Linked DNA regions of Mus musculus: regions 1, 2, 3, 5, 6 and 7 are each linked to region 4. A link is a contact called in public HiChIP or PLAC-seq and promoter capture Hi-C data. All regions are on one chromosome and are shown on one strand. The core of a region is the stretch at or near the end of the contact, and the rest is flanking DNA. Distances in the headings are between cores, read along the strand shown.

Evidence for each region. Promoter capture Hi-C pulls out the DNA fragments that hold promoters and counts their contacts. HiChIP or PLAC-seq counts read pairs in DNA pulled down with a chosen protein or histone mark.
Region 1: a contact with region 4 is called in an H3K27ac HiChIP or PLAC-seq map of embryonic stem cells, with 6 times the contacts expected there. The contact joins the enhancer-like site here to the promoter of Cdkn3 in region 4. A contact is called at or near these places in 3 of 39 promoter capture datasets (cranial neural crest, embryonic stem cells and hippocampal neurons), 2 of 115 datasets of contacts at active chromatin or transcription factors (embryonic stem cells and epiblast stem cells) and 1 of 9 other capture datasets (embryonic stem cells).
Region 2: a contact with region 4 is called in a promoter capture Hi-C map of hippocampal neurons, with 7 times the contacts expected there. The contact joins the promoter of Styx here to the promoter of Cdkn3 in region 4. A contact is called at or near these places in 12 of 39 promoter capture datasets (the 3T3-L1 cell line, the C10 cell line, the HPC-7 cell line and 8 more), 7 of 115 datasets of contacts at active chromatin or transcription factors (astrocytes, embryonic fibroblasts, embryonic limb bud and 4 more) and 1 of 9 other capture datasets (liver).
Region 3: a promoter capture Hi-C map of embryonic stem cells shows a contact between it and region 4, with 3 times the contacts expected there. The contact joins the promoter of Ptger2 here to the promoter of Cdkn3 in region 4. A contact is called at or near these places in 2 of 39 promoter capture datasets (embryonic stem cells and hippocampal neurons) and 1 of 115 datasets of contacts at active chromatin or transcription factors (astrocytes).
Region 5: a contact with region 4 is called in a promoter capture Hi-C map of pre-B cells, with 5 times the contacts expected there. The contact joins the promoter of Ero1a here to the promoter of Cdkn3 in region 4. A contact is called at or near these places in 13 of 39 promoter capture datasets (the 3T3-L1 cell line, 3T3-L1-derived adipocytes, the C10 cell line and 10 more), 5 of 115 datasets of contacts at active chromatin or transcription factors (astrocytes, embryonic midbrain, embryonic stem cells and 1 more) and 3 of 9 other capture datasets (liver, macrophages and pancreatic islet).
Region 6: a promoter capture Hi-C map of pre-B cells shows a contact between it and region 4. The contact joins the promoter of Txndc16 here to the promoter of Cdkn3 in region 4. A contact is called at or near these places in 5 of 39 promoter capture datasets (the HPC-7 cell line, frontonasal cranial neural crest, hippocampal neurons and 2 more), 2 of 115 datasets of contacts at active chromatin or transcription factors (astrocytes and fibro-adipogenic progenitors) and 2 of 9 other capture datasets (adipose tissue and liver).
Region 7: a contact with region 4 is called in a promoter capture Hi-C map of hippocampal neurons, with 12 times the contacts expected there. The contact joins the promoter of Fermt2 here to the promoter of Cdkn3 in region 4. A contact is called at or near these places in 6 of 39 promoter capture datasets (cranial neural crest, frontonasal cranial neural crest, hippocampal neurons and 2 more), 5 of 115 datasets of contacts at active chromatin or transcription factors (astrocytes, embryonic forebrain, embryonic limb bud and 2 more) and 1 of 9 other capture datasets (adipose tissue).

What each region holds. Positions count from the first base shown.
Region 1 is chr14:45,451,141-45,455,316 of GRCm38.p6, reverse strand. No RefSeq gene overlaps it. Among named protein-coding and RNA genes, the nearest start is that of Gm34250, 6.2 kb to the right of the region's middle. Within about 2 kb of position 2,031, at least 45 of the 459 cell types and tissues checked have an H3K27ac peak or open chromatin away from gene starts, as enhancers often do. A contact at or near this core is called in embryonic stem cells, where this site is marked.
Region 2 is chr14:45,349,713-45,353,724 of GRCm38.p6, reverse strand. It overlaps Styx (serine/threonine/tyrosine interaction protein), which reads right to left and starts at 2,539. Exons shown (of 11, transcript NM_019637.3): 1 at 2,196-2,539. The coding sequence starts at 2,252.
Region 3 is chr14:44,986,497-44,990,572 of GRCm38.p6, reverse strand. Ptger2 (prostaglandin E receptor 2 (subtype EP2)) reads right to left here and starts at 2,462. Exons shown (of 2, transcript NM_008964.4): 1 at 766-2,462. The coding sequence starts at 1,608.
Region 4 is chr14:46,757,567-46,761,958 of GRCm38.p6, reverse strand. Cdkn3 (cyclin-dependent kinase inhibitor 3) reads right to left here and starts at 1,418. Exons shown (of 8, transcript NM_001360041.1): 1 at 1,311-1,418. The coding sequence starts at 1,319.
Region 5 is chr14:45,316,553-45,320,753 of GRCm38.p6, reverse strand. It overlaps Ero1a (endoplasmic reticulum oxidoreductase 1 alpha), which reads left to right and starts at 2,182. Exons shown (of 16, transcript NM_015774.3): 1 at 2,182-2,377. The coding sequence starts at 2,264.
Region 6 is chr14:45,216,928-45,220,679 of GRCm38.p6, reverse strand. It overlaps Txndc16 (thioredoxin domain containing 16), which reads left to right and starts at 1,255. Exons shown (of 21, transcript NM_001310534.1): 1 at 1,255-1,463; 2 at 1,631-1,684. Gpr137c (G protein-coupled receptor 137C) reads right to left here and starts at 963. Exons shown (of 7, transcript NM_027518.2): 1 at 262-963. The coding sequence starts at 687.
Region 7 is chr14:45,527,313-45,531,486 of GRCm38.p6, reverse strand. Fermt2 (fermitin family member 2) reads left to right here and starts at 1,422. Exons shown (of 15, transcript NM_146054.3): 1 at 1,422-1,553; 2 at 1,896-2,062. The coding sequence starts at 1,906. It overlaps Gm46452 (a long non-coding RNA gene), which reads right to left and starts at 1,265. Exons shown (of 3, transcript XR_001781252.2): 1 at 931-1,265.

The DNA.
Region 1 (4,176 bases), core at 782-3,281, 1.3 Mb after region 4:
CAGGCCAATCCAGAGGAAATGCACAAACCCTTAAGGTACTCATTTCACAAGGGAGGAAAGGAAGCCTGAAGTGAAAAGCTGTCCATCTGCACAGGATTCTGGAAAATGGGCGCTTTGTATGTGAAGTGCAGAGGACAGAACCAACCCAGAGGTCCTCGTGTATTAGACACATGCTCTGCTGCTGAGCTACATCCCAGCCACCAATTTTAAAGTAGTCTCTTGCCTGTGGTACTAGTAAAATGGTTAAGATCTGACAGAGTAAAGCGTTACTGGGGTAACAGGATGTTTATCGGTGCAATTATAAACTATAGCGTCCCCAGAAACGGTTGTTGCCATCCTGTGCATTTTAGGCCCTCTCAATTCCACCGTGGATGTGGAGAAACTTAAGTGTGTCCTCGTGCCCACCAGGAAACAGGTTCTAGGGCATGCAGGGCCCTGTGGTGGCACAGGTCTGTAATCCCATCTGCTCAAGAAGCTAAAGCAGGAGAATCACAATGAGCAAATTAGTTAGACCTCGGGGCAAAAAGTCAAAAGGGCTGGGAAACCTGTATGTAATTCTGGCACCAGGGAGGGAGGGAGCAGGATCTGAAGTGTTCAAGACCAGCCTGTGTTAGTGAGTTCAAGGCTAGTCAGTGTGAGCTACCCAGGAGCCTTCCCCACTTCCCGCACCACGTCCCACCGCAGAGTCCTGTGGGCAATATCTAGCACTGAACTAAAAATGATTAAAAAAAAAAAAAAAAAAAGACAGCTCACTACCTAAAGCAGCAAAGACTTGTAAACAAACACACGGAACAGTAGAATGAAGAATGACAGGTTCCACCTTGCAGAAAATACAACTCGCTTTTAAACATGGAGGGCTTGAAACAGTGAAAAATGGCAAATATTTGTCATTGTAGTGGGCAGGCTGTGCTTTGAAATTTTTATTATTATTGAGGAGGCAGGAGCAAGCACATGAAGCTCCTCCTCCCCCTCCTCCTCCCCCTCCTCCCTTACCTGGATTTCAGGATCTAACTGAGGCTGTTAGGCTCATGTGGCAAGCACTTCACCCTACTACACCATTTGGACAACCTCCAAACTACTGAGAGACCATTTTGGGTGCTAATGTCCCATGTGTAACAGTGGTACTAAGTCACTGAAGGCCAGGGGGAGGGAGTGGTCTCAGCAGCAGCCACACTGCTCCTGGATACCTGGTCCCCAATTCTGGCCTCTGCTGCCAAGAGAATCTTTAATTGGTGGGGCTAGCAGGCTTCGGTGGTTTAAGAACAGGGCAAATGAGCCCGGGGCCAGGGCTTCAGTTCTTCAAGGTCCAGTTGACCTTGCTCTGTTTCATACTCAGGATATACCGAGACCCCACGTAAGTCACAGACCCAACTGGGCCAGCAACAGCACAGCCAGCTCCACTGGGAAAGCAAATGCCAAGCTTGCCTCAGCATACAACTGGGCTTGGGAAAACCAGCACAAACCTGCTGGAGCCACATAGCTGAGAAATCCCAGACAGGGCCTGACATCTTCTCCTGGAGCCTCTTACACAGACTGGAGGATAGCAGCCACACTGTGAAGTGCAAATGTCTCCTCTCAGAGCTTGAAACTGCAACTAGATTCCCTGCTTGCTTGCTGTATGGTAAATGGGGCCCATGCCAGCAGCCTGACCTCTTTCACATGCCCCAAATTCTCCCTGAGAAGATGTTTAGAAAGGAAACTGGACAGATGTCTCCTTTCATCTTCACTATTGAAGACACAGTGGTGGAACGGAGACATTTTAAGTGTGTTGTGTTTGGTTTTTTTGTTTAGGCAAACAACATGGGTCTAACAGCCTTTCCTCTAACCCTTAGGAACTGCTTCGGGTCAAATCATGTTGATCTCTGAACAAAAACAATTTCTAAACCTAGGAAGTGTGTTTAGAACCCCTTTGATATCTGGAGCAACTGGGGCAAAAAAACTGAGTCCCAGCAAAGCTTGAGGGTATGGCCTGTGGCAGTAGGTTAGGCTGCCCTGATTTCTGAATGGGGAGAGACAAAACAATGAACTGTTTGCTACCTAGTTAATTGGGTGCTATCTCTAAGGAAGGTCAGGGGTCGACAAAGAAGCCAGTCAGCTCTTTTGGTTCCCATAGAGTTCATTCTCCCAAAGATCTCTGCATTCAGACCCAAGTGTGTCACTGCCGCCAGAGATGGAGGAAGAAACAAGGAGATTTTGTTGATAAATCTTGGGGTGTGCGTGCAGTAGGAGAAGCGGGGAAGCCTGTAGGGCTCCAAAAGAGAAGGTTGCACGCTACGACGCCCTTGACAGCCCCACAGCCGTTAATAACTAACTGCAGCCAGGACAGGAGTGATAAGTGCTCACGAGGCATAGCCCTGGGAAAGCCATGTGACCAAGGGGACACCAAGGGCCCAAGGGAAGCCATGCGGGGGTGGGAGGTGGGGGTGGAGACCAGATGGCAGGAAATAAGAAAATCCAAAGCCCAGGAAATTCTCCCAGGAAAGGGAGAATCTCAAGAAATAACCCTCAAAACCTCAATGAAGGGCTGAGAAAGGAAAAAGAAAGAGAAAAAATTACGGGGAATAATGAGGTCTGTCGAATTATTGAAACAAGGCTAAATTTAGTTGTTTTTGAAGTACAGATGGGAAAACCAGGTTTCCTGGGAGTAGAGCCATTAAAAAAAATCGTCCTGGAGAAGCGAGGCCAATCAGTGATATCCACGTAAGCATCAGGTCTATAGCCCAAGTCAACTTAAATGCCCGGAGTTTTCAGAGGCAGTGGAGGGACATGGAAGAAAACAGCCAGAAAGGCTTTATGACTGAGATACAGGAGCCCAGAGCAAAGGCTTCTATGAGCAAGATGCTGCAGAGGACCAGTGGGAAAGCCAGCTTGCATTTTCAAAGATGCTGTCCACTGAGTCTGAGGGACATGACACTCAGAGCACATCCGGTGAGAGGGCAGAGGGGAAGGAATCACAGCCTGCAGGGAGACAGAGCATCGTGGGAATCTCCCAACAGGAGGAGGGTGTGGGGACCTTAGACCCGGAGCAGCTGTGCCTGTGTGTCCTTTTGCTTAGGGAAACTTCTGAAGTGACTGAGAAAGACCACTGCTGTAAATAAGCCTTCGAAGTCAGCTCTTTCTAGCACATTCCTCTCCCCCTTGCCCACCCCTGCTCCCAAGTTATCTATCCCTGGTTAGTTAATAATGATGCCTACAGCCTGGGCTGGGCAGAAGAGGGGACAGAGTGAAGGTTCTCTGCCTTGGGGTCGCAGGCAGGCAGGATCCAGGAAGAGGAGAGAGGAGGAAAGGAAGAAGTCGCCATGGGGTAGGTGGATGGTGAGGGCTGGCCTATCAGAGCAGGAGTGGCCCAGGCAGAACATGGCAAGTGATATCTCGGAGTTATTGACAGGGGAGTAGACAAAATAGTATAGAGTGTTGATATCTGCCCAACTTTAATGATACATGGCTTATTATAAATCTAAAAGTTGTTAAGCCAGGCAGTGGTGGCGCACACCTTTAATCCCAGCACTTGTGAGGCAGTGGCAAGTGGATTTCTGAGTTCGAGGCCAGCCTGGTCTACAGAGTGAGTTCCAGGACAGCCAGGGCTACAGTGAGAAACCCTGTCTCAAAAAAAATAAAATAAAATAAAAGGTGTTTGTGCCTTTTATTTAGAAACTATATGGTCAAAGTGTGGTAAAAAAAAAAAAAAAAGCCCCAAAATAATATTTACCACAACACATCTCTAAAGAACCCAAACTAGGAAAAAGAGCTCTTGTCACCAGACAGATCTGTTCTCATGACTTCTCAGGAGTCCGACACTGACCACAACTATGAGGTGTACCCCCAAAAAGCATTACTAGCAATTCAGAGTAGCTCATCTGGGAAAGTAGACCACAGGGCCACACAAGGCCAGACCCTCAGGAAGCCAGGCATGCAGAAGTGGCTCGGCACAGACTTCTGGAGGAAGGGAGGGCAGGATCCAGATACAAAGAAAAGGGTTAGCTTGAAGAATGCATGCACGTGACTTGCTTGTAACATCAGCAGAGCTGGGGCTATAGGTTATCTGCCAAGCACTGAGCATGTGCAAGGCCTGGGGCCTGATCCCTGGGGCCAGCTGGGGCCAAAGTGCTCAGGGGAAACAGCATTCAGGCCAGAGGAGTGTGAACAGAGCCTTCAGACTTGAAGGGTTTGGTTTGG
Region 2 (4,012 bases), core at 1,290-3,789, 1.4 Mb after region 4:
TCTATAAGCTCAGTGCTACAAGCTCAGAAAAAAACATTTTGTAAAAAACAAAAAAGTACAAGAATAAATGGCAATCCTGTATGAAAGCATGTCTGGAAAGGTAGCTCAGGCATCAAGACCAGAGCTCCCATCCCAGTGCTCATGTTACAGGCCAGGAAAGCTCAAATGCATAATACCAGCTCTGACTTAGGCAGAGACAGGAGGACGGCTTGGGATTTCTGGCTTCCAGCTTTGCCAAGAAAACATGAGCCCCGGGTTCAGGCAGAGACCCTGCTCAGAATAGCCACAGTGATAAATGACTGAGTGCATACACAGGGACATCCGTTATGTACACAAATAAGATTTTATAATCTTTAAAAACTTCTTTCAAGCTGGGCATAGTAGCACACCTTTAATTTCAATATTCAGGAGACAGAGACAGGTGGATCCCTGTGAGTTCGAAGCCGGCTTAGATTAGATCCTGCCCCTGACCCCCTAATAGCTTTTTATAAAAACACGATTTTATTTTTTAATTAATTAATTAATTAATTAATTTTTGAGAAAAGGATTCTTTGTGTAGCCCTGGCTGTCCTGGAACTTGCTTTGTAGATCTGGCTTGCCTGCAACTCTGAGATCCATTTGCCCCTGCCTCCCAAGTGCTAGAATTAAAAGCATGTACCATCATGCCCGGCTATAAAGACCAATTTTATAAACAGATTTTTTTAAATTAGGTATTTTCCTCATTTACATTTCCAATGCTATCCCAAAAGTCCCCCATACCCTCCCCCCCACTCCCGCTTTTTGGCCCTGGCATTCCCCAAACAGATTCTTATTAAAGAAAAAATTTAAAAGTGTTCTGTTAAAACAAAAGTATTAACATTGTGTCTATTTTTATTTATACTTCTATTTTAAATTCTATTTAAAGAATCTTATCTGTCCCCAGAATTTTATTTAGAGATTTTTATTACTTTACATGTATTAGTGTTTTGCTTTTGTGCATGTATGTATATTATGTATGCCTCAACCATCACTACTACAAATAAGAAAGAGAATCCTTCAAATGACAGTAAGTCACTTGGGAGAACAGGGGACATTCCTGGGTACACAAGACCTTGTCTTACAAAGTTCCAGGACAGCCAGGGCTACAAAGAAACCCTTTCTCAAAAACCCACCATCACAACAAAACAAATACAAAAAAGTGATCTGAATCAAATGAAGACATTCAATAGAATTGAGCATTTGGTATAAAGTCTCCATCTCATCTGTAACTGAGACTGGTCTCAAATTTGCTATAGAACCAAGGCTACAGTGACCCCTCCTTTCTCCTTCCACCTCCCAAGTAGAGGGGTTACAAGTGTGCCAGCCAAGAGTAGTCCCAAATACCTTTAAAACACTGAGAGATTAAGGGGTGTACACCTTCAATCCCAGCATTTGGGGTACAGAAGCAGGTGGATCTCTTTGGGTTTCAGGCCAGCCTCGTCTAGTGAGTTCCAGGACAGCCAGGACTTATATCAAACACACAAGCAAAACTCTAGAATCCTTTTTTGATCCTATTAAGTGTCACAGGTAAGAATCCTTGTCACTAATTTTAGCCTCTGGCAAACTCTAACTTAACAGTTTCTGGTACCATAAAATATTTGCAACAGATGTTAGGTAAAGAAAAAAATCAAGGTGGGGTGAAAAGAACCCTTAAATCATAAATTGGGAGAATTTTGCTCTCGATAGTACAGGCAAGATTTGTTACTAAAAATTTTCAAATTCAAAGAAGCTTAGCTTTTCTACTCCCCCCCCCCCCCCGCCCCACGCTAGTCATCGTTTTTTGTGGGTTTTTTGGTAGTGGTGGTGGTTGGTTTTTGACTTGAGTACTATTAGAGGGGTGCAATTCCAGAGTTCACGCCTCCGATCTATTCCACACGTGGGGCTGGCTATGTGTCCCGCATGTGAATCTAACATCAAGCTCAGATTAAAAACAACTCCACAGCGTGTTGCTCTGGTAAGGAAGAGTCTGTGTTCACGAAAAGCCTCAACGCCGAGGCGAGTGGTCAAGAGTACTCTCCGGGTTGGCTCCTCCGATAGGGTCCCGCGGGAGGAGGACCTCACTGACGCCCCTTCACGCCCAAGGGGAAAGGGAAGAGTCTGGGACAGTTGGGCCAGAGGCGCTGCTTGGCCGGAGACCCGGGGGCTGCCCGCGGCAGGGCGGGCCGCCGGGCACTCACCTCGGCGTCGTCTTTGCACTGCGGGAGCGAGGGGAACTCCAGTTTCACGTCCTCCATGGTCCCAGGGCCCCGGTGGGTGGGCGCGGTGCGCCCGGCCGCCCTCCGGGCTGGCAGAGGCGACAAGGGAAGGAGGGCGGGCGGGCGGGCGAGCGGTGGGGGGGCTGACGCGCGGCAGGCTCACAGCAAGCACTCGCGGACCACAGGATCCAAGCGGCTGCGACAGGAAGGCGGAGGGCAGGGCGGTGCGCTGCCGGCCGCCATGCTGCGGCCGTGTCCCTCCCGCAGGTCTCCGCGCCCCTCAGAGAGCCGGGATCCGACCCAGGCACGAGCCCATAACCGTCTCCTCCCGCCCCAGCCCACGCGGCCCAGCCAATCCCAGCCCACGCTCGCCGACGGCCCGCCCCCGCCGCCAGGTGTCAGCGCGCCTCCGCCCCGCCCGTCCGCGAGCGCGCAGACGCGGGGGGAGGAGCTTCCCGCAGGGCGGAGCTGCGGCCGTAGGGGAGGAGCGGTCGGGGCCAAGGCCTTCCCAAATGGGATGGGAGTCCGTCCCTTCAAAGTGTCCTCCACACTCAGAGGAATGCTGCTCGATCCAATCCGTGGGGGAAGTCATAACCAAACAGGAAGAGTTCAGCTTAAATTCATGTTAGACTACGAAAAAAACAAAAACAAAAAACCCCGAGATACCCATCATCTTTAAACAAAGTAGAAAGTGGCCTCTTAGGTATACTCCGGAGTGTTAACAACTCAAATTATCCAGAAAATTTCAAGAAAATGATTCTTAAAAAAAGTCATCAGAAATGTAAATGATAGTTTACTTACTAAATTGTATTCGGTACTCTTTAAGATTTCTCCGAGCCTATTTTTCAACATAAAAGATGATTGTGTGAGGAGCTGGCGTTAGAGTTAATAATTTTTGAAGAATATACCTTCTTCAGGGTCTCGCTATGTACACCAGGCTGGTCCTCAAATTTACAAGAGTTCTGAGATGAAATGATTAAAGGCCTGGTTTGAACTTCTGAACCACCTTTGGTCTCACTGAAGGAATCACTGAAGGCTGCAAAGTGTGTAACTAAGACTATCACTACTTTTCACTGTATTTTAACACTACTTCCTAGAGACCTCAGGACTGTCATTATCAAAAAAAAAAAAAAAAAAAATCCTTTAAAGTGGAAGGACCGCGTGTTTAACTTGGATTTCCTCTTAACTCTTTTCATGTTGTCATATATGTAATGCATGTTCAATATACAGGATAGCTGTTCAAAAATTAGGTGGCTAATTAGATGGTCTATGCTCTCTAGTGTTACATAAACTATTATCCAGCTTTAAGAATTACAAAAGGCACAGAATACCCTGCTAGTAATTTTTAATTAAAAAATAATCCAATGGCAAGTATTGTGGTAAATGCCTTTAATTCCACCACTCAGGAGAGGCAAGAAAATGTCTGTGAGTTGAGACTGGCCTAACCCACACAGTAAGTGTCCCAGGCCAGCCAGGGGTACATAGTGAGACCTTGTCTCAAAAAGAAAGGGGAAGCTGGGCAGTGGTGGCATACCCTTTTAATTCCAGCACTTGGGAGGCAGAGGCAGGCAGATTTCTGAGTTCGAGGCCAGCCTGGTCTACAGAGTGAGTTCCAGGACAGCCAGGGCTACACAGAGAAACCCTGTCTCGAAAAACCAAAGAGAGAGAGAGAGAGAGAGAGAGAGAGAGAGAAAGGGAGGGAGGGAGGGAGGGAGGGAGGGAGGGAGAGAGAGAGAGAGAGAGAGAGAGAGAGAGAGAGAGAGAGAGAGAAAAGAAGAATTACATACCTAGCTGGATCA
Region 3 (4,076 bases), core at 1,213-3,712, 1.8 Mb after region 4:
TGCTGTCCTTTCCCAAACCCCCCTTCTATAGTTCTTTATGAAGGACCAGAAGGCTTCAACTTTGGCTGTGCATCCACATTAGGCTTTAGCAGCTCAGCATTTATTTCAGATCTCACTGTCAATGCTGCCTCTAACTGAGCAACACCCATGTTTCTATCCTGGCCCTGCCTCAGTTCCCCAAGCAACCTTTTCCCTCATCCCTGAGATGTTCCAGCTGTTACTGAATTTATCTATGTGCTCACAAAGTGCACAGCTACAGAATGAGGAGCATCTATGTGTGCTCCTGACAGTGACATCAAGAAACAATTTTGTAACTTAATGTTCCTAAAGTCAAATGAAAGAGGCTGTAACCTTCTACACCAAGGGCCTTCTGAATGCTGTGTGTTGACAACTACATTTTGCTCAGGAGAAATGAAAGCACCAAGAGAAGGGGCCTCAAGGATAGCAAAGTGGGCCCCAGTGATCAGATTATAACATTGTCAACATCCTATCTTGGGAGGGACTCCCTCCTCTTCAGTTACCAACCCAGGGAAGAGACCAAGCAGGTTCTTAGAAGAAGTGCTAAGTAGCAACAGTCATATGCAAAGACAGGAGGAGGAAGGAAGGAAGTGGGTAAGGTGAAAAGGAAAGGGGAAGGCAATTGACCTTTGTCAATTAAGACATTTCCCACCCAGGCTGTGCCTAAAGGTGGAAAGGGTGGGGTGAGAGGAGTTTGAGCAGGCTGCGCGGGCTGCTTGCGGGGCTGTGGAAACAAAGGTGACTTACTGTGAAAGGCAAGGAGCATATGGCGAAGGTGATGGTCATAATGGCCAGGAGAATGAGGTGGTCCGTCTCCTCTGCCATCGAAGTCCTCTCTCCTCTCCTGCGAGATCCAGGGCCTCTTAGGCTACTGCCAGACAATCCGCAGCGGCTTCTTCTGCTCCGACGGTGCATGCGAATGAGGTTGAGGATAACGCTGATGTTGCAGGCGAGCACAGCCACGATAAGCAGCAGGAGCATCGTGGCGTACAGCTGAAGGTATGCAGTCCTCCCGTGCCGGATAAAGCACCATGTCCCAGGACAGTACTGGACGTACTCCCCGTAGTTGAGCAGCGGCAGGGAACAGAAGAGCAAGGAGGCCCCATAGATGACAGGCAGCACCGCCAGACCCCCGCGGCGCGATAAGTGGCGCCTGTAGAAGTAAGGGTACCCGATGGAGAGGTAGCGTTCCAGGGCCATAGCGAAGAGCATGAGCATCGTGGCCAGACTAAAGAAGGTCATAGTGAAAGCGAAATAGGTACACGCGTGACTTTCGGGAGCCAGGGCCACCAGGGTCTGGTTTCTTGAATATGAAGCCAGCACCACCGGGCTGATGAGGCAGGTTCCCAGCAGGTCAGTGAGCACCAATTCCGTTACCAGCACGTGAAACAAGGAGATAGAGGTCCTGCTGCCGGCGCTACACCCGGTGTCCCCACGCCAGCGGCGCGCCAACAGTGCCAGTGCGATGAGATTCCCCAGAACCCCGGCCGAGAACATCACCGAGCTGATGGCTGGGCTTTCCCCCGAAAGGAGCCACTGACGACTCTTGCAGTCCTCCATTAGCTTGGAGTCATTAAGAAAATTGTCCATGGTGGAGGGTGTGGAGGAGAGATGATATCTCTTCCAGGCAAGTACCAGACAGTCGGAGGGTCTGATGGCCCCAGGGCTCCAAGACAGAGCAGGGAAAAGGGGAGGGACCGAAATCCAGAGCTCCCTTCCGGCCCCCAACTCGCACCAAGGACAGACTTGTTTGGGTCTCCTGCCTGTACGTACAGTGGCCTCTTCACTACAATATCCGGTCGCTCTCGGTGCTTCTGTGCCTCACCTGCCCTAGCAGGGGGTGCTTGCCAGAGCAGCTGCTCCCTCCAGCGCCTTCAGGGGGCAAGTCCAGTAGTGGAATCCAGGAAAGCAATTTAGATTGCTTGCGAGCTGCTGCCGTGGGGCCAGGCAGGGCAGACACACACTGACAGGGCTCTAGAAGGGACCTGGGGGCGTTCCCAGCGCTCACCCTGAGCTGGCCCATAAGGTCTTCCTTCCTATGGGTTGGAAGTTGCAGTGCCTCTGACTTCAGCTCTGAAGCCTTTAGCCCTAGCAGAAGGCTGGGAACCAGCACAGTTTAATAAGACTGGGGTAACAGGAACTCACCAAACTGAGGTTAAGAGAGTCCAGCCCTGTGAGGTGTGGAGGAGGCACAAAAACATCAAGACAACTTGAAGTAAGAATATGAGAGAGGTTGTTGTTTTCCTTTAAAACAAAACAAAACACAAAACATCCAGAAAGATACCCAACAAAGGTGGGACAAAAACTGGAAGGAACTGAAAAGCAAACCTATCCATCCAAGAAATGGAACCGTGCACACCACAGAGTGGCCTTTGCCTTCCTATAACAACGACTTGCTTAAGCAATCCTAACAAAACAAAACAGGAACTGTTCTTGTAATCCTCTAGAGTCATGTTTGTGGCCCCAGATGGAAAACAAATGGCACTTAAGTGTTCTCTATTGAGGCTCAATCTTGAAGAATCTGTTAATACATTGTTCACATTCGTCTCTCCACAGTCAGTTAACCATTCGAAGGATTTATTCCCGGAGTGTTTTGGTAATTGGCCAGTTTCACAATGAAGCTGGCATAAATAGTTATTTATCATTTGTTGCCATAGTTACAGAGTAGTTAAAAATGCAGCAGTGTTTCTGGTTTTCTCAGTCCAGCCTGACAGACAACGTAGGCAAGGGTATACTACTAGAAAAAGTGTATTTCATGCAGAGAAAGAGAGTGTGCTGAGAAAGAAAGGTTTGCCCAGGAGTAAAAAGAAAGAGCAATGGAAAGATTATTTATGGAGTACACCTTGCTTCTCATGACTTAGCTCACCATGCTTCTGGCCTGGGGACTGGAGGGGTTTTCTAGCAAAATACGGGAAGCAGAATCCATTTGGGAGGCCTACAGGCTCATTTCCCACAGCTGAAGCTATCCACTCCATTGCTAAGTTTGTAGGGCATGGATGCAGTGGGTGTCAAACTCCTCTAGTTTCCTTTCAGGCTGTAAACTGCAGGCCAGTAGCGTCCTCCACACAGCCACCCAAAGTGGACTCTCCCATGTCCATCTTGTGCCATCTCCTCCCACATGGTTGGGGAATGAGCAGAACAGGCAAGACTCTGATGCTGTTTCCACTGTGTTTACTTTCCAAAGGCTTTTATACCCTTTCTGTTTCCATGGTCACCTTATAACAAAAGCCCCTTGTGGCTCTATTTCTATATAATTGTCTCTACCTTTTCACTACATGAGTGACATGACTCTGCTGACTTTAATGGATACCAGAGAAAATTCGAGATCTCATCCCTATACCCTCTGCCTTTTTCTGCTAGTCTCTACCCCAACTTAGTAGCACACTGTGAGAAGATTCTCACAGAGGTGTGTGGACAATCTAGTTTCTGATTACTAAGCTCTGTCCATACCCCTTCCTCAACAACCCCTCAGACCCTAGGGTATGCACTCCCTGCATGTGAGACAGTCTTGGGGATCCTGGGGGAAGAAGCCACTATGAAGCCCCAGACATGGGTTTAAGCAAGGAATTCCCTGGTGCAGGGAAGTTTGTCTACAGGACAGGTGGCTTTGGGGCTCCGTGAGTGATCCCTACTTAAAGGTGAATATGTCACAAGAAAAAGACCAGAGCTAGTTGTATAATTCTTAGGAGTTCATATCTTAGTAATTACTTTTCTGGGCTTCGTGATTTCATTTGCAACATATTCAAATTAGCATTTTTGTTTGTTTGTGTGTTTGTTTCCAGTAGTTGCACAGAGAGAGCTAGCAGTCCTACTGTGTTCCATGTTTCAGCAGTCTCACTGGATGCTTAGTTTGCCATCTCTACCTACTCAGACCATCAGGTCGGTTCAGTAAATTGAATTATCTTCTGTAGTTTGAAAGTGGCTTCTTCCCATTTCTAATTGTAGTGTCAGCATCCCAGTACAAGTTCAGTTTATCCAGAGTCTAGGATTTCTTAATAGAAAAATATATTAACACCCTCAGTTTTAGAATTGGGACATACAGCTTTGCTAATTTTCAG
Region 4 (4,392 bases), core at 169-2,668:
TAGGTAGACTAGGAAGTTAAAGCAGTCAGTGTGAAAATTCAAGAGCTAAGGCAGGTATGATGGTGCAAAGCTTTGATGTCAGCATTGGGGAGACTGAGGCACAAGTTCTAGAGCAGTGGTATACATGGCCAGGCTGGCTCAAAAGAAAACACAATATGGGTGGAAGGGTGGAGGATTGTGTATTCAGTAGAGATGACCCAGAAGAGACAAAGCCAGTGGACACTGCTCATCCCCTTTCTAAAACAAAAACAAAAACAAACAAACAAACAAACAAAAAACCCTTTCCACTCCCTAATTGGAACCATCTGAGATCAGACATTTGAACAACACGTGTATACAAAAATATTAGTTTTAAAGAATGTCAAAAGGAGAAAGTAGACTGCGGCTGTGTGATTCCCACATCCATCCAGATCTACCCCTTCCCAGGCAGCAGTGGACTACAGAGGACTCACTTGTGCTTGCCAGAGGAGGTAGATCTCAAGAGAGGAGGAAATAGCGAGCTCTACGTGTGTTCAGTTCCTCTATACCAGAGGTCAGATAGCTCACTCTTCCTCTGGCAACAATGCAGTCGGTAGGCAGCTGACACAGTGGACACAAGACTTGCAAGAGTAACCACCTGACTGCTTGGCTTTCAAGCTCTTCTAGAAAGGTCTTGCTGGAGGAACAGGTGATAACTGGCTGAAATTATAGATTGCGGTTTCTTTGGATTGCTCTTTGGTATAAAACACAACGGAACCCAAATGAAGCCTTTAAGTGGAGTGTCAGCTATGAGGTAGAAACGATATGTCAGGTGGGGCTTCCAAGTCATGGCTAAGACCCCTTTTCTTTCTCCTATAAAACCAGATTTTAAGCTTGTGTGACTTTTCACTCCACCCCTCTCAGCCTGCTGTGGATAAATGCTAACAGGCTTAGACGTCCCTGCCTTCCTCAGGCCCAGGGATTCTGACCTGCAGGAAACAAGACGCAGTGCCCTGAGCTTTCTGAGGGAGGGTGGCTATCGTGATGTCACTCACAAACGGGGTCGTTACAGCCTCTGCATCTGAGGCATCAAGCCACCCACAACCCCGGCCGTGACAGCCTCTGCATCTGAGCTGTCAAGCTGAATGGCTTGGCCCTCTCTGGCAGGGTCGTCGTGAGGCCCCTCAGGTGGGCAGCGAACCGCAGTGCCACAGATCTGCCACTCAGCCTCCCCGACGCGCAGGGCGGTTACTGTGCGAATCGCACCGCTGGCCGCCCAGCAACGCAGCCGAGGCGGTCCAGCGTCTGGCCCCGTGGCGAGGATCCTTCGGGTCCCGGACAGCCCCACTCACCGGCTTCATCGCGGGTCGCCACTCGCCGTAACCAGTGCCGCCGCCCTCGCAGCCTTTAGGACACCGCCCGCGAAGAGCCCGCCCCCGTCAGTCCATTGGTCCGCCCACGTAGGAGGTGGCGCGGGGCGTTCCAGAAACCAATCATATCCTCGCTCTGTTTCTTACTCCGGGGCCTTGCTCAGCCTCTGACTACTCATTGGTTCAGAGGAAGTCTTTGAAAGACGCGCGGAAGGAGGGCCCGGAAGAAAGGGGATTGGCTTGGAGGGCTCCGCCCCTCCGCCAGTTGAGGGCGTGGACGTGGCGAGAGGCGGAGCGAGGCGAAGTGGTTCCTCACAAGTCCAGCGCTTTGGAGACTTTCTGGACTTAATTTCTGAATGATACCAGGATAGGGAGCATTTTCTTTTAAATTGTTTTAACTTTCAGGGCGTGGTAATTGGTGGAGGAGAGCCTTGCATAGGAGGTGTCCCTGGGAAAACTGACATTGCTGTCATATCTAGTCATGTAGATACTTTGGAGAATACTAAATAAAGAGCATAGGCATACTTGACATTGGATGTTCTGTATGTTCTGGATGTTCCAGGATGTACATAAGTTAATGTGTAGATCAGTCTTCCTGTTCACCAAGTAGGAATGTGCTAATATTGTATGAAAAGGAGATAAAATGATATGGGGGTTGGGGGTGGGGTCGACCTTGTCAGGCTTAATCAGCGCCAATATAAGACTGTTCTGAGCCTGCTACATGGGCGCAAGGAACTGAACTAGGGTCCTCTCTGAGAGGACACGCTCTTTATTGGTGAATCTTCTCTCCATTAACTCCCCTGCCCCCCCCCCCCCACCTTCCATTTTCAGTCTTCATTTAGCTGGCTTTGGGAAAGAAAGTCACCTGGAGCAATAGTATCATGGAATTTGAGAAAAGCAGAAGTTTCCTCTTTTACCCTTATGTCAAAGTCAGTGGGCACAGGGCTAGTAGTTAGGGAAAGAAGACAGCACGATTTGACTTAGAAATAGCATTAGTCACGATCCTTCGGAGAAATAGAAGTTGTGTGTGTGTGTGTGTGTGTGTGTGTGTGTGTGTGTGTGTGTGTGTAAAAGAAATGACTTCGGAATGCTGGTGAGTTCAAAATCTAGTGAGAGGTTAGTGGCTGTTGACTCAGAAGATCAGATCAAAGTTCAAGTTCAAAGGCAGAGTGTTGTGGGGGCCAGGAAGAGTCTGTGCTGTAAATTAACTGTGAAAACCATAAGCTAAAGAATCCTCCTTGTGTTAAGAGAATCTTAGCTTTTGTAATATCCAGGCTTCCAACTTGGAAGACAATCTGCTTTACCCAAAGTCTACCAACTTAAATGTAAATTACATCCCCTAATATTCACAATAGTGTTTTTCTAAATATCTGAGCACCTGGCTTAGCCAGGTCAATGCATGTCTTAGTTAGGGTTTCTCTTGCTGCAACGAAACACCATGACCAAAAAGCAAGTGGGGGAAGAAAGGGTTAATTTAGCTTACACTTGCACATTGCTGTTCATTATTGAAGGAAGTCAAGATAGGAATTCACACAGGGCAGGAACTTGGAAGCAGGAGCTGATGCAGAGGCCATGGAGGAGGGCTGCTTACTGGCTTCCTTCCCCTGGCTTGCTCAGCCTGTTTTCTTATAGCAGGCAGGACCACCAGCCCAGGGATGGCACCACCCACCATGAGCTGGGCTCTCCTCCATTGATCACTACTTGAGAAAATGCCTCATAGCAGATATCCTCAACTGAGACTCCTTCCTCTCTGATGACTCTAACTTGTGTCAAGCTGACACATAAAGCAGGCTAGTACAGTGCACAAAATAACATGGAGACCCTCTGGGATTTTCTGTAGTCAGTGAACAATTTTAGACTCATGCTGTCCATATTGGTTGCTCATATCCAAAATCGAAGATTAAGTTAGAATAACTAAGCAAGAAATGCTACTTTACAGGTACTGTCTTTTTTATTTGTTTGCTTTTTTTTGTTTTTTATTTGTTTTGTTTGTTTGTTTTGGTTTTTTGAGACAGGGTTTCTCTGTATAGCCCTGGCTGTCCTGGAACTTACTTTGTAGACCAGGCTGGCCTTGAACTCAGAAATCTGCCTGACTCTGCCTCCCAAGTGCTGGGATTAAAGGCGTGCGCTACCACGTCTGGCAATGTAAGTCTGCTTCCTTAGATGATGTTGCTATAGACATAGGGAACTAGTTACCACCCGCTACAAATCCACTATTGGGCATCGAAAAGTATATGAGAGCCTCAATGAGGGTACATAGTTCAAGTGTCATCCAGTATTTAAGCTTCTACCTTCTGACATGTGACTAGGATAGTGGGCTCTTTAAGTACAGTGACTTCGCAAAGTTTTAAATAAGTTTTCATACATTTCACAGAATAGCAGAGCTGCCAGTGCGAAACCGTGAACTAGGGAAAGCGTAGCTGTTCCTGCATGGCTTCCTCATATGGTGCCTCTGATCTCACGCTCTCAAAGGTTAGTCAGGCTGAACTATCCGCCACTCTCCATTTACTCCCAGGACACCGAGAGGTGAGCAGAGCCAGGAAGTGGGACATATGAGACAGCCAGCCACACACGAGGTGTGATGAGAAGCAGTGTCCTGTGTGCGGAGTCAGGTGGGCGAGAGGCTCAGGGGTGGGAGCACTGGAAGTGTGGGCTGAGGAGCTGACCTGGGGAAGCTGATACCTCAGCGAAGCCCACAAAGCCACGCCCCGCCGCCGGCCTCCCTGGCTTACCCCAAAGCATTTGTTACTGTTTGAATCTGAAATGTCCCTCACAGGGCCCTGTCCTGGGTGCTGCAGCCCAGCTGCTGGCACTATTCTGGGAAGTTCTAGAACAAGGAGGAGGCTGTGTATGGAACTGTCTCCTTTTACTATGGAATGTTAGTGAGCTCAAAGTCCTCCTTTGAGGGAGTAGGTCTCTAAGGGTGGGCACTGGGGATAGATGGCCCCTTCCTTCTACCAGTGCCCCCCTGCATCCTCACCACCATGGTGTGCGTTGTTCTGCTCCTCTGCACCCACTCACGTGACACAATGAAATGTCTGAAAGACTGAGTCAGAAGAAACCC
Region 5 (4,201 bases), core at 933-3,432, 1.4 Mb after region 4:
TGTTTGTTTTTCTAGCTGGTTCTTACTGGGTAGCTCTGGCTGTCCTGGAACTCACTGCACATAGACCCAGGCTGTCCTGGAAAACACAGAGATCTGCCTGCCTCTGTTGGAGTTACACTATACCACTATGCCCAGCTTTATTAGCCAGGTAGTGTTGTTTGCCTAGTGGGTTTGTTGTCGTTTTTTTTTTTTCAAGATAGGAACTTGTTATATAGTCCTGAACTCTATATGTAGACCAGGCTGTCCCTAAACGTGTGCTGGGACTAACTACACTATGAGCCACCAAGCCTAGCCACTCATCTTTTTTATATTCCAAGGGGTCTGAGGAGGTCTCGGTGTGGCTCAGCACGAGGAGCACACTAAGCATCCATCAGTGGATGAACAAATAAGGAAGCACACCCTGAGTGTGTGTACCCTGACACAGAGTACTGTGTAGACTTATAAAGAAGGGCATGCGGTGACCTGGAACACAGCTGTAACTGCAGAACACCATGCTAAGTGGAATGAAGCCAAGAGCAGAGAGAGAAGTGCTGTGTGATCTCATTTGTGTGAAATTTAAAAAGCCAGTCTCATAGAATCTGTAGAAAAGTGGTAACCAGAGAAGGTTGGAGAGAGGAAAGTTGGTCCAAGGGCACAAAGGTACAGTTAGACTGGAAAAGTAAGTTTCGTTGACCCATGGTATTGCATGGAGGCTGTGGTTTATATACCGTGTACTTGGAAGCTACTAATAGACTGAAGATACTAATAGACTTATTTTTTTAAACATTCTTGTAAGAAAAAGTCAAGCTGGTGAGGTGATGGATATATTAGTGTGATTGAGTCTTCCTACAATGTACATATGGATTGAAAACATATCTTACACACAATTATTAGTGAACTAAAAATAAGACTGGAAGACTGGTTGTGGTGGCAACAGGTGTTTAATCTCAGGTCTAGGGAGGCAGAGGTGAATTGATTTCTGCCTGTTCGAGGCCAGCGTGGTCCACAGTGTAAGTTCCAGACCAGTCAGGAATACACAGTGAGACCCTTCATCAAAATAAAAATGCACTACCCCAAGCTAAACGAGACAACGAAGCCAAGAAAACTGACGACATTGTCAGTTTTATGGAGCCGATGCACCTGTGTACTTCCAAGGCCAAGCTCGGCATTGCAAAGTGAATTGAATGGAAACTTGCTTTTAATCTGGAACAGTGTGAAAAGAACACCAGCAAAAACACCTGTAACAGAGACACTATGATCTGGTTCTAGAAAAGGTAAGTATGAGCTGGAATATAGCTATCGTGAAGACAATATTAGCTTATAAGGCCATATTATCTTACTCTGTGTACAGTGCATGCTATAGATAACAGGCTAAGCAAGGCTTCTCACTGCCTGACTCCAGTTCTTAGCAACAGCTTTCCCCATTTCCACTTATGAAACGAGAGATTGAATAGTCTTTACCACATTGCTCTCTAGCTTGTGAAATATGCCTAATTCGCATAAAATACAGCAAAAAAGGAGTCAATTTTTTATGAACAAATCGGGACTACACATTGAGCTAATATCTTCTCTATGCTAGTTTAATAAAAACATGTTTTTATTATTATATTTAAACATTTATTTATAAAATAGAGCCTAACTCTATAGGGCAGGAAGTATGTAGCTCAAGCTGTCTTTGACATTGAGCAATCCTCTTGCCACAGTCTCTGGAGTGTTGGATTATAGGTGTAAGCCGCGGTGCACAGCCCTTTGGAAACCAATTTCACCTGTTCCCTTTGTAGGATGTAGGAAGGGAAAAACTAGAAAGCCACTGAATCGTGTGTACGGCCGTGCTCCCCGAGATGAACTCCAACATCCTTTTAAAAGGCTTAGGCAGCCAGAGCACGGCGGACACGTAACCCAGGCTCGGGATTTCCTAGTGTTGAGAAAGGATGGGCTGGCTGGCGTGAGCTCCGGGGCGGGGCGGGCAGGACGGCGCAGGCCCCGGGCAGTGTGGCTCGGGGGATACCCCGACCCCGGAAGGACCGCGTCTTTGCGCCGGACGAGCTGCAGGCCAGGTGTACCGGAGGCGGGTGCGTGAGCGGGGCGCGCAGGAAGGCGGCCGCCCGAGGCTCGCGTGGACAGAGGCGCGCGCCGCTGCACGTCCGCAGGGGAGGCGGGAGCGCGGAGGGCGCAGGGCGGAGCGCGGGGCGGGGCCGGCGCAGGCTACTTCAGCGGGCGCGCGGCCTGCGCCGGGGAGCCAAGCACGGCGGCGCGGGTAGAGGGCGGTGGGCGGCGAGCGGCGATGGGCCGCGCCTGGGGCTTGCTCGTTGGACTCCTGGGCGTCGTGTGGCTGCTGCGCTTGGGCCACGGCGAGGAGCGGCGGCCGGAGACAGCGGCACAGCGCTGCTTCTGCCAGGTGAGGCGCGCGGGCGGCCCAGGGGCTGCGCATCTCCGGGCGCCGGCGATCCTGATGCGCGGCCCGCACCGCGTTCCCGATCGCCCCGGGACGGGGCACCCTTCGATGGGCGTGGGCGCCTGGCCAGCTTGTCACACTGCTTCCTTGCATCCTGCCTTGGCTGCTCCGTGTCCACAGGACCGGGGGTTCTGAATGGACCCGGCACCTGGGCACCTCGTGCGAGCGGTGCCGGGGACGTCCCCAGCCTTTCTGTTCCCGATATGGACTCTTGGGGAGACTAGTTGTTCTTTAGGTCTTGTCGTTGTCAAGAGGTTGAATGACCTTGAGGGGCTCTTTGGGTGGCCTGATCTAACTGCCTGGTGTCTTTGCGGCTGTTGTTGTCCTGTGACTTCTCGGCCTGTGTATGGTGCACCTTGCCCCTGAAGCTTATTCTCGTATACTGACACTTCCTTTGCGGAATCCGAGGTAGGCCCTAGCTCTTCTGTATTCAAGTTTGATTATGAGCTGTGATTATTTACTTCTGTAGGAGATGTGGGTTCCGTGAGCAAAACATTCAAAGAATTTTATTTTCTTAGTGTAGCCTGTAAATTTTGTATGAGGCCGTTTAGGCTAGGCGCATTGAAATAACTGTGAATTTCATTTTGCTGTCTTAAGGAAATGCTAACAGCTTGGAAATACCCAGAAGTATCATATTCAGTCGATGTGCTAGTCTCTTAGTGCTTTCTTGTAAAGCCTGGAAGAACTCTCGAATATTAGCGGTTCCCCAGACTTTCTTCTGTTTAAAAGTGTATTAGATCATTTTATTACTGAGATACTTAATATGTAAATTGTATTGTTAAACAGACGTTCACGACCACACCTGGCGCTGGCCAGCACCCTTTCCCCCTCGACTTGTTCATTACTGTTCTTTACGATGTTTAAAATACAGGTTTGTTTTGTGGGTATGTATATTGTACCTGTGAATGTACGCATTGTAGGGGGTGCTTTTAGTCCACAGCTTGCAGGAACCTCTCCCCAACCACCACATGGGACACCGGGATCCACCTCGGGTCCTCAGGCAAATGACCAAGCATTGGCTTTCTTATAGCCCTATAAGCAGTGGCTCTTCTTATAGCCACCTTTTTGGTGGACTTCGATTTCTGAAATTACATCTATAAAAAAATGGAGGGATAGACAGCCAGGTCACTCGTGGGTCTTATTATTTGTGATCAGAAATACGTGTATGCTGCATATGATACTGTAAGATAAGCACTCGAGTGTCAGGAAGAAGGGGTGTTATCTGTTTCATCGCTTTAAACTTTTGGATTTTATTGTTTTGTTGAGTAATTTTGGAGCAGAAGTGAGTTGTTAGAAGTCCAGAAAAAGGCCATTTTTCTATTGATTACAAATTTAAGGTAAACAGTTTCAACATCTAAACACTTGAGATAGGAAGCTTTTAACTAGAGTGTTGAGAAAAGATACTAGGAGTTACACTTTCAAGTATGTTCTCTGGGTAATGGTATTCAAATACTGTTTGACTCTTCAACTTTGTTATACAACCAATCTTTTTGGATATTTACTTAAAATTGAGGAACTTTTAATTATTTTTGCATTTTCCCTTGGTTAGTAATAAGGGGTTTTTTTTGGTTTTTTTTTTTTTAGCTGTTGTCAAAATATCTTCAGATCAATCGATCCATCTATCTGTCAGTCTGTCTGTCTATCTGCCTATCTTTAGCCATTTTTAACATAGCCCTGGCTGTTCTGGAAATCACTGTGTAGTCTAGGCTGTCCTTGCCCTGACAGAGGTTTCACTGCCTCTGCCTCCTAAGTACTGTGATTAGAAGC
Region 6 (3,752 bases), core at 6-2,505, 1.5 Mb after region 4:
CGTGGAGGTCTGGGACATTGAACAAAGGGTGTCCCACTGCCTTAAGTTGTCGGGGCACGCATACTCTCTCTCTCACACTTCTCCAACCCCCTCAGGCACCGAGTCCATCAGCGGCTTAAGTTGAGGGAGAGGGAAAGACAGGAGTGTCTCAGTGTCCCCAGACTGCCCTCCGGCCACCTCCCCCAGCCCCGACCCCTTCCGTCTCGGCAGGAGTGGATCCCGGCGGCCCCGCTCCCCCGCTCGCCGGTCCTCCCGCCTTACCTCTGCCAGGTAGAGGTTGAGGAGACAGAGCGTGGAGAACTGTAGGCAGGAGGGGAAGCAGTAGAGCAGCCAGTGCGGGAAGAAGTGCAGGCGAGAGGGTGGCCGCAGCAGGGGCAGAGAGCCGCTGAGGGAGAAGGCGGCCGAGAAGAGCGTGGTCCTGAGCGCTGCCCACGCGAGACACAGGAAGAGGCAGAGGCTCTGGTAACTGAGCCGCCGCTCGCGGTACAGGAGCAGCCGCCACAGCTGCAGGTAGGCAAAGGCGAAGAGCGCGGCGTAGAGCAGCGCGTGCAGCACGCTCAGCGCCAGCTGCACCGAACCGGGAACCGCGGCGCCCGAGGCCGCGACGGCGCCCCCGCCGGACGTCGAGGGTTCGCGGCCGGCCGTGGGGACCGCGGCGGCCGCCGGCCCGGACACTGATACCCTCATGAGGGGACGCGAGCAGCGGGGAGGGAGCGCGGGAAGGAAGCGGCCCGAGCGCCCCCCGGACCTCCCGCCCGCCCCAGCCTGCGGCCCCGGGCAGCGCCGTGACAGGAGTCGCAGCCCCGCGCGATGGCCGCGGCTGCCCTCGGGCCCGCCTCCCCTTCCCCCCGGGGGGCTCGGTTCCTCGGGCCGCGGCTCGGCTCCGCAGCAGCAGCAAACAACTCTCGGCTGGAGACAATCAGCTGAGAAACCCGAGCTTTTGAGGCGCTCGCTCCGCACTGTGAGCTGCCGGCGATTGGCCCGGGCGGGCGCGCCCTCCGGGCGCCTCACTCGGAATACCACAGGCCTCAGAGCCTGTCACTCCAGAAGCCTTTGATCTGATTGGCCTTCTGCTTTCTCCTCTTTTACCCCCGCCCCTCTTCCCACCCACGCTGCTGATTGGCCCAGCAACTGCAAGACTTCCTCGCGCCGGCGGGAGGACTCCAGATTCTGTCACCTGGGGCTGTTCTCGCTCCGCCCCCTGACCGTCCATTGGTTGGAGGATCTCTTACGTAAGGAGCACGAGGAGCAGGCGGAGCCTCGGGGGTTGTTTTTTCGCCCAAGAGACTGATTTTGCGGAGGCAGTGCCGGCCGTGGGCGGTGAGCTTCTCAGGTAGGCGTAGTTGCTTTGGGAGCCGCCGTAGGGACCAGCCCCTGCCCCGCCTTCTGTCACCATCTCTACTCTGATGGCGGGACGTGCTGTCCTCAGAGACCTTTCATCTCTGCACGAGAATCTCAGGCAGGTGGGTAGCAGCGCGGGCCTCAAGACTTTGCCTGCAGGATTGCATGCACATCAGCACTCGGCAAACGTCCCTCCAGCCAGGTTGCTTGCTGATTCAGTTCACCTGTTTCTGGGGGCACCAAACGACGCTGGTTTTGATTTCATTTCCCCCCCTTTTCTTTTTCTGAGCTGGAGGAAACACGGGGCGAGGAAAGCGAATGAAGCAAAGCGCGAGCGGAAACTGTAAGTAATCAACCCTTTCTTCTCTTGGGAAGAGGTCCTGAAGGATGGTGGTCCTGGGAACAGATGAACGTTGAGGCCTTCTCCAAGGGGAAGGTGATTCTTCGAAACTTGCAATTTAGAAAGCTCTCTTGGGCGCAGGGGTGGGCAGGGGAGGGGTGGGGGGAGCGCGGAGCAGTAACAATGTGGTGATTGTCCAGAATGGAAGAGTTTGTGTGAGATTCTGCTTGTGTGTTGGAACAAGTGGTGCTATTCTCATCAGAGACTGAGAGATACAAAATAAGAGGTATATTTCTGCTTTAAATAAGTGAGGAACGGTTGTATGTTGGCCACTACATGAAGGTTTTTTTTTTTGTTTTTTGTTTTTTGTGTTTTTTTTGTATTTGGTATTTGGTAGCAAATCAGTCAAAGTAATGCAAGATGAGGAAGGATCCTGTGTTCTCAGAGTGAGCCTCTCATTGCAGATTCAGTGCTTCTGTAGACAGCATATTTACTGGAGCATCCAATATCCAGCCTTTCCTAAATACTCCCTCCTTAAGGTCTGCTTAAGAAGATGGCTGTTTCTCAGTCCTCCACCACCAAGTACATGTTACAAAGGGGCTTAAGATCTGTTCTGTACTTATTCTGGTCCAGTAGTTTGCCAGACACCAGACAGTATTACCATCCACAAGTGTAATCATGCACACACATGTACAATAATGATAAAATGAAAAGAAAGCCCTAAGTCTGTGTTTATTCAGTGGTAGGCTCATCAGGAAGACTATAATGAGGCAGGAGACTCTCCAGCATTTAGATGTTGTCTTTTTCTCATTAGCTGTATGGTGGAGGCTATGTTACAGATGTTTAGCCAGATACACATGTGGATGGTCAGCTTTGACTGAAAGGGAAAGGGGAAGTGCAGGATTGATTTTTGGTTCTTGTTTATAATGTTCTGTCTTCCATGATGTTTTACTCAGCACAGGCTAAGCTCGCTGCAAGGTCTTTATACAGATGCGGATCCTTCAGAGAACTTGAGTACACAGCAGTACAGATCAGCAGCCAGCAGGTCTCGTTCTGCGTGCCCTAGAGCATGGTTCTCCATGGTCCTTGACCTTGTCCTGTGACAGGTCCTGCCAGTTTTATCATTATCTTGGCAGGATCTCAAACTGGTTTTGGAGTATATGGGCTTTTGTTTCAAGGCTGAGGTGGTTTGGTCAGCATGCTACTTGGAACAAGGAATAGTTTGGGTGTAAGTTACATTTTATGTTTGCATATTGCCTGTCTTTGCTGGTGCTTCCTGGAATCTGTGTTTGCATACCTTGTTAAATACAACCAACAGCAGCTACTATACAATACGAATCTGTTTGCAAGCCTCTTAGTGCTTAAAATAAGCTTGTTAACGGTAAGAACTTTGGTACACACTCATTGTAGACTCATTAGGTATGTCTCATCTCCAAATTGCTGTAGCAACAGTTTTGCCAACTTGAGGTGGCTCATTTATTGATTATCAATGTCAGATAACCCTTTTCTTGTGGTGCTCAGACCAGTTTTGAGGTCTGTTTGACCTCCTAGCTAGTACTTCAGAGTTTTTGTTAAAACATTTTTCTTTTTTTAAAAAGATTTATTTATTTATTTCTTGTATGTGAGTACACTGCTGCTGTCTTCAGACACACTAGAAGAGAGCATTGAATCCCCATTACAGATGGTTGTGAGCCACCATGTGGTTGCTGGGAATTGAACTCAGGACCTTTGGAGGAGCAGTCAGTGCTCTTAACTGCTGAGCCATCTCTCCAGCCCCACTTTAGAGTTCTTGTTAAGGCAGCTGCTCTTTCCTATCTTGTGTACCAGTGGACATACACTGGTTTAAGCTTCAGAAGTAGGTCCTCAAATCTTGATGACTTAGCATTTTCCAAGTCTCCCTTGAGCTCATTACGTATTAGCTAAGGGTTCTTTGTGCTGTATTCCTACAGTCACAGTACCTACCAATTTAATTAAACATTTCTGGAAATAAAGTGCCTGCCACATGCTGGCTGTTGAAACTGTTGACCGACCCCCACCCCACCCGCACCCCCTCGCTCGCTTGCCCCACATT
Region 7 (4,174 bases), core at 173-2,672, 1.2 Mb after region 4:
AACTAATTCTCTACATTATTAAAAATATTCTCCTATGTATTTTCCAACAACATAATTTCATCAACACTGTTTCCACCCTGAACAACATTGCTTCTAAGTAAACCACCCACAACGTCTCAGAGTAGAAATAACTGGAGAGAGGCAAGCTTGGAGAAGTGCATCAGTTTCTCCATGATGACTGGCTAGTGTTAGCAGAGTGGTTTCCCTTTTTTTTTTTTTTCCACTCCCAAACCTCTGGCATTTGACTCGAGTTTTCCTGCTTTCACTCCCTTACGGGTGTCCACCCCTTTCTGCAGGCTGTGCTTTTTTCTTTTGCTGTTGTGTTGATGAACAAAGGGTTATTTGCGCGGTAGGCTCCCCTTTGAAGTGTCTAGGGCAGTTCACGAAGTCCAAGACACTTTTTAAAAACCAAGATCCTTTACAGTATCTTATCGGACTCTCCTGGACTTAAATAAATTGCTAGAAGAGGCAACCCCTGGCTTGCTGATTCTGAACAGTTCCCTTCAACAGAGTGTAATAGTTAATGGGAACGTGGAAGTGGGCCTTCGGGGACCTTTCTTCGTCACTAGTCAAAGTCTTTAACAGCTCAACATCAGTTCAAAACTACTTAAATGTCTTGGAAGTGTGTGGGAGGGTAAGGAAGAGAATGTGCGTGCATTCAAAATACTGAGTCCTCTAAGTTGCGGAGGAAAAGTCCCAAGTACGCGCCAACAGTTGGCGTGGGTGGAGAAGGGGTCTCGGGGAAACCACTGCCCTCCTGGGGTGGGGTGGGGAGGTCCCCCTTTTCCAGCCGGAGCGCATGAGCCAAGCTTTTGCGTCTGGCAGGCACTTGGGTTCCAGGGGTTAATAATGCTCGCCGACTCTCATGAGTCCAGCAGGAGCCGCAGATTGGTGCGGAACCCTGCTTGCCAGGCAACTTTTGTGGCTCACCGCCCCTCTGTGTCCTTTCTCCTACTTTTGTGGGATGTTCAAGGCAGACATCGTAAAGTTTCTGCATCCCAACTTCTCTTCCTAGCTCCCCGGCGCGGTGCCTTCGCGCCCGGGTTCCCCGCACACGTCCCGGGGCCTGGGAACTTCCCGAGGCAGCTTCTCACGCATGAACCCCGGGGACCCCGCTGCAGGCGCCGCCTCAGCCCCGCGAGCCCCCGCCCCCCACCCCAGCTCCGCAGCCGAGAGCCCGGATGTTGGATTCCATCCCTGCGCCTGGTCCTTCATTTCCATAAAAGGGCAGCGCTCCGCAGGGCCGAGATTGCGGCCGCCGCCTCCCCCCGCAGCGCTCCCCCGAGGCGCGCACCGCCCCGGCCCCACCAGAGCGCGCGCCGCCTCCTCTCCCCCGCGGGAGCGCGGTCAGAGAAGAGCCAGAGAGGAGGGGGCGGAGGCCGGCTGCGGGCGGTGCTGCGGGGCGGGGGCCGGGGCGGGGAGAGGGGGTGGGGCGGGGGCCGCGGTGCCGGGACTCCATTAGCAGCGGCGCGAGGCTTCGCTTTCCTCCCGAGCAGCGACGCGGGTGCCGCCAGCCTCGCCTGTTGCCTCGGGAGCCCGGCGGGAGGAGCGCGGTGAGGGGCGCAGCGGAGGACGGGGCGCGGGGAGGACGCCGCGGGAGGAGCGGAGCGCGCGCCGGCGCGGCGCGGTCTCCCCGGCCGGGTGGGGAGGCGCGGGGCGGTCCGGGCGCAGCGGCGGCGGCGGCAGGTGAAGGCGCCCAAGTCCGCTAGGCGGGCGCGGCGGGCGGAGGCCACGGTCTGGGTGCCGAGTCGCCCGCGCTCGCGCCCTTGGTTGTGCGCGCGTAGCCGCAGCTCCTCCGCCTTCTCCCTCGCAGCGGCCGGCGCCGCGGACTCGGTGGGGTTTGTCTTCCTTTGGGGGAGTGACGCTGACGAGAGCCATTTCCTCCGCGCTCGCAGGAAGGGAGCCATGGCTCTGGACGGGATAAGGATGCCAGATGGCTGCTACGCGGACGGGACGTGGGAACTGAGCGTCCATGTCACGGACCTGAACCGTGATGTCACTCTGAGAGTGACCGGGGAGGTGCACATCGGAGGGGTGATGCTGAAGTTGGTGGAAAAACTCGGTGAGTAGCACCCCGATGCCTCCAATAAAGACTTCCCAGAATGAGAGGAGGGGGTGGGGAGGGAAGACGGCGGGGGGAGGGGTAGAATTGGGAGATCCTAGCTCCTGGCGTGTGCTGCGCTTAAAATGCGAAATTTGTTAACGTTAGGGCGCATAGACGTGCTCCCCTCTGCGTCCTGCTTGTTATTTTGATTTTTACATAAGGTAGTGAGTGATTCGAACCTACCAAATGCTTAACTGCGGATTCCCGGGACGACTTGTTGAAAGTAACGAGGAGAGAGAGTATGCAGGTGAAAGTTGTGAATGTGGTATTACGGGTCTGTAGGTGTTCCCACCTCTTATCCTCATGGAACCTGGATGTTGATGGTGGTGTTTATTGGGGAGAGTGTACAGTCAGCCCGGTCTGGAGAATGTGCACTGGTGTTGGTCGGTATGAAGTTTCAGTAGCTGTACTACGTGATGGAGTGCCCTGAAATGTTCCACTCGTCCGCTCTTGCGAGGGGTGGGGCAGTGCTTGACAAACTTGGTATCTGTATTCTGAGTTGGAAGTAAGCTATCAGGAGCATTAAGAAGCCAACGAAAGAACTTATTTTTTATTTTTTGTTTTTTTTTTGTGTGTGTGTGTGTGTGTTTTGTTTTTTTAAAGCAGACACTAAACTGAGTTGAAGATGACAGTATTTGAGTGCACATAGATACTGCATTGATTCGGACTTGATTGTAAGGAAGGGCTATCACCCAGGATATTCGAGAAAACTGCACTCCACATTTTGTGATAAGGCAAACCATTTTTCACCTGGCAGATTGACCAGACTAGATAAGATGGGTGATTTTATCCGGAGAGCGTTTATCAGAGCAGCAGCTTTCTGGCCTGTAAAATGCTTGCTGCTTTGTATAATGAAGTGATAAGGTGTTTTGTGTGGGGATGTCTTTTGTGGCAGGGTTAGTTGGTTTTAATCAGCATTCATGTCTCAGGCCATCCTGGAAAAGTAATGAATATTCGTTTCTCAGAAAAAGTATTTCTTACCAAAGGGGAGGGGGAACTGCATATTTACCATATAACGTAAATGAAATAGAAGTTTGATATAATTTGGGAATTAGACTGAATTCATTTATTAGGTGACTCTGCTTTATGCCCCTGGAGGGAACTTTATTGTTGGAGGACTAAAGAGGAGTTAATTGCAGGGGGCCCTTCTTAGTACTGTCCATTGATTGACTCCCAGAGATAGCCCAAGAACGAGCCCCCAAGGGGCCCTTTAAGAATTCAGTTTTGCTGCTTTAATCAAGTAACTGTCAGTTTACGTTTGGTTTTTTGTTTGTTTGTTTGTTTTTTGAGTCAAGTAAATCACTGTTTGCAAAATATTTACCAACCTTTTTTGAACAGTTCCACTTGAGGATGAAAACTATCCCATATGGTTCCTGTTTGACAAGGAAACAGTCATTTGTATCAGATTGTCTTATGCGTGATAAGTGGACCTTATTAATACATTATAGCTTTTCCTTATTTTAGTTAGTTTTTGGTTTTGTTATCTCAAGCAAGAGTCTCACTCTGTAGCTCTGGCTGGCCTTGAACTTGCTATGTAGACCAGACTCACAGAGATCTGCCTGCTCTGTCTCTTGAGTTCTGGGATTAAACGGGTGTCTTCCTCATGGCCAGCTCTTCAGAGTAATTTTTTTTTTTAAGCAGTGCAATAAAAGATCTGTCAAGGGTGACTTAGACAAGTTGGGATTCTAAAAAACAAAACAAAACAAAACAAAACAAAACCAAGCTTTAATGAATAAATAATGATTTCTACTGTATTTACATCACTGATTGACTGTTATGAAATCACAATTATAAATAGAATTGTTGGGGGTGAGCTGTTTGTAGACAGGATTGATGTTATTTTTGAGTAACTATCTTACCAATGCTGATGCTGGTTAATTACATAGAACAGTGGGGGCAGGAATGGCTTTGCACCTGGGAATTCTGTACCTGTCTTTGGTGGCACCAGTCCTCTTGAGTTTTAAGTCCCAAATGGAGGAGGCATTTTTCAGCAAACTTCTGACAAGTACACAGAGTGGGGTACCATTTAAAATGTCCACAGCTCAGACCAGTCAAATTAGAAAGGAATTT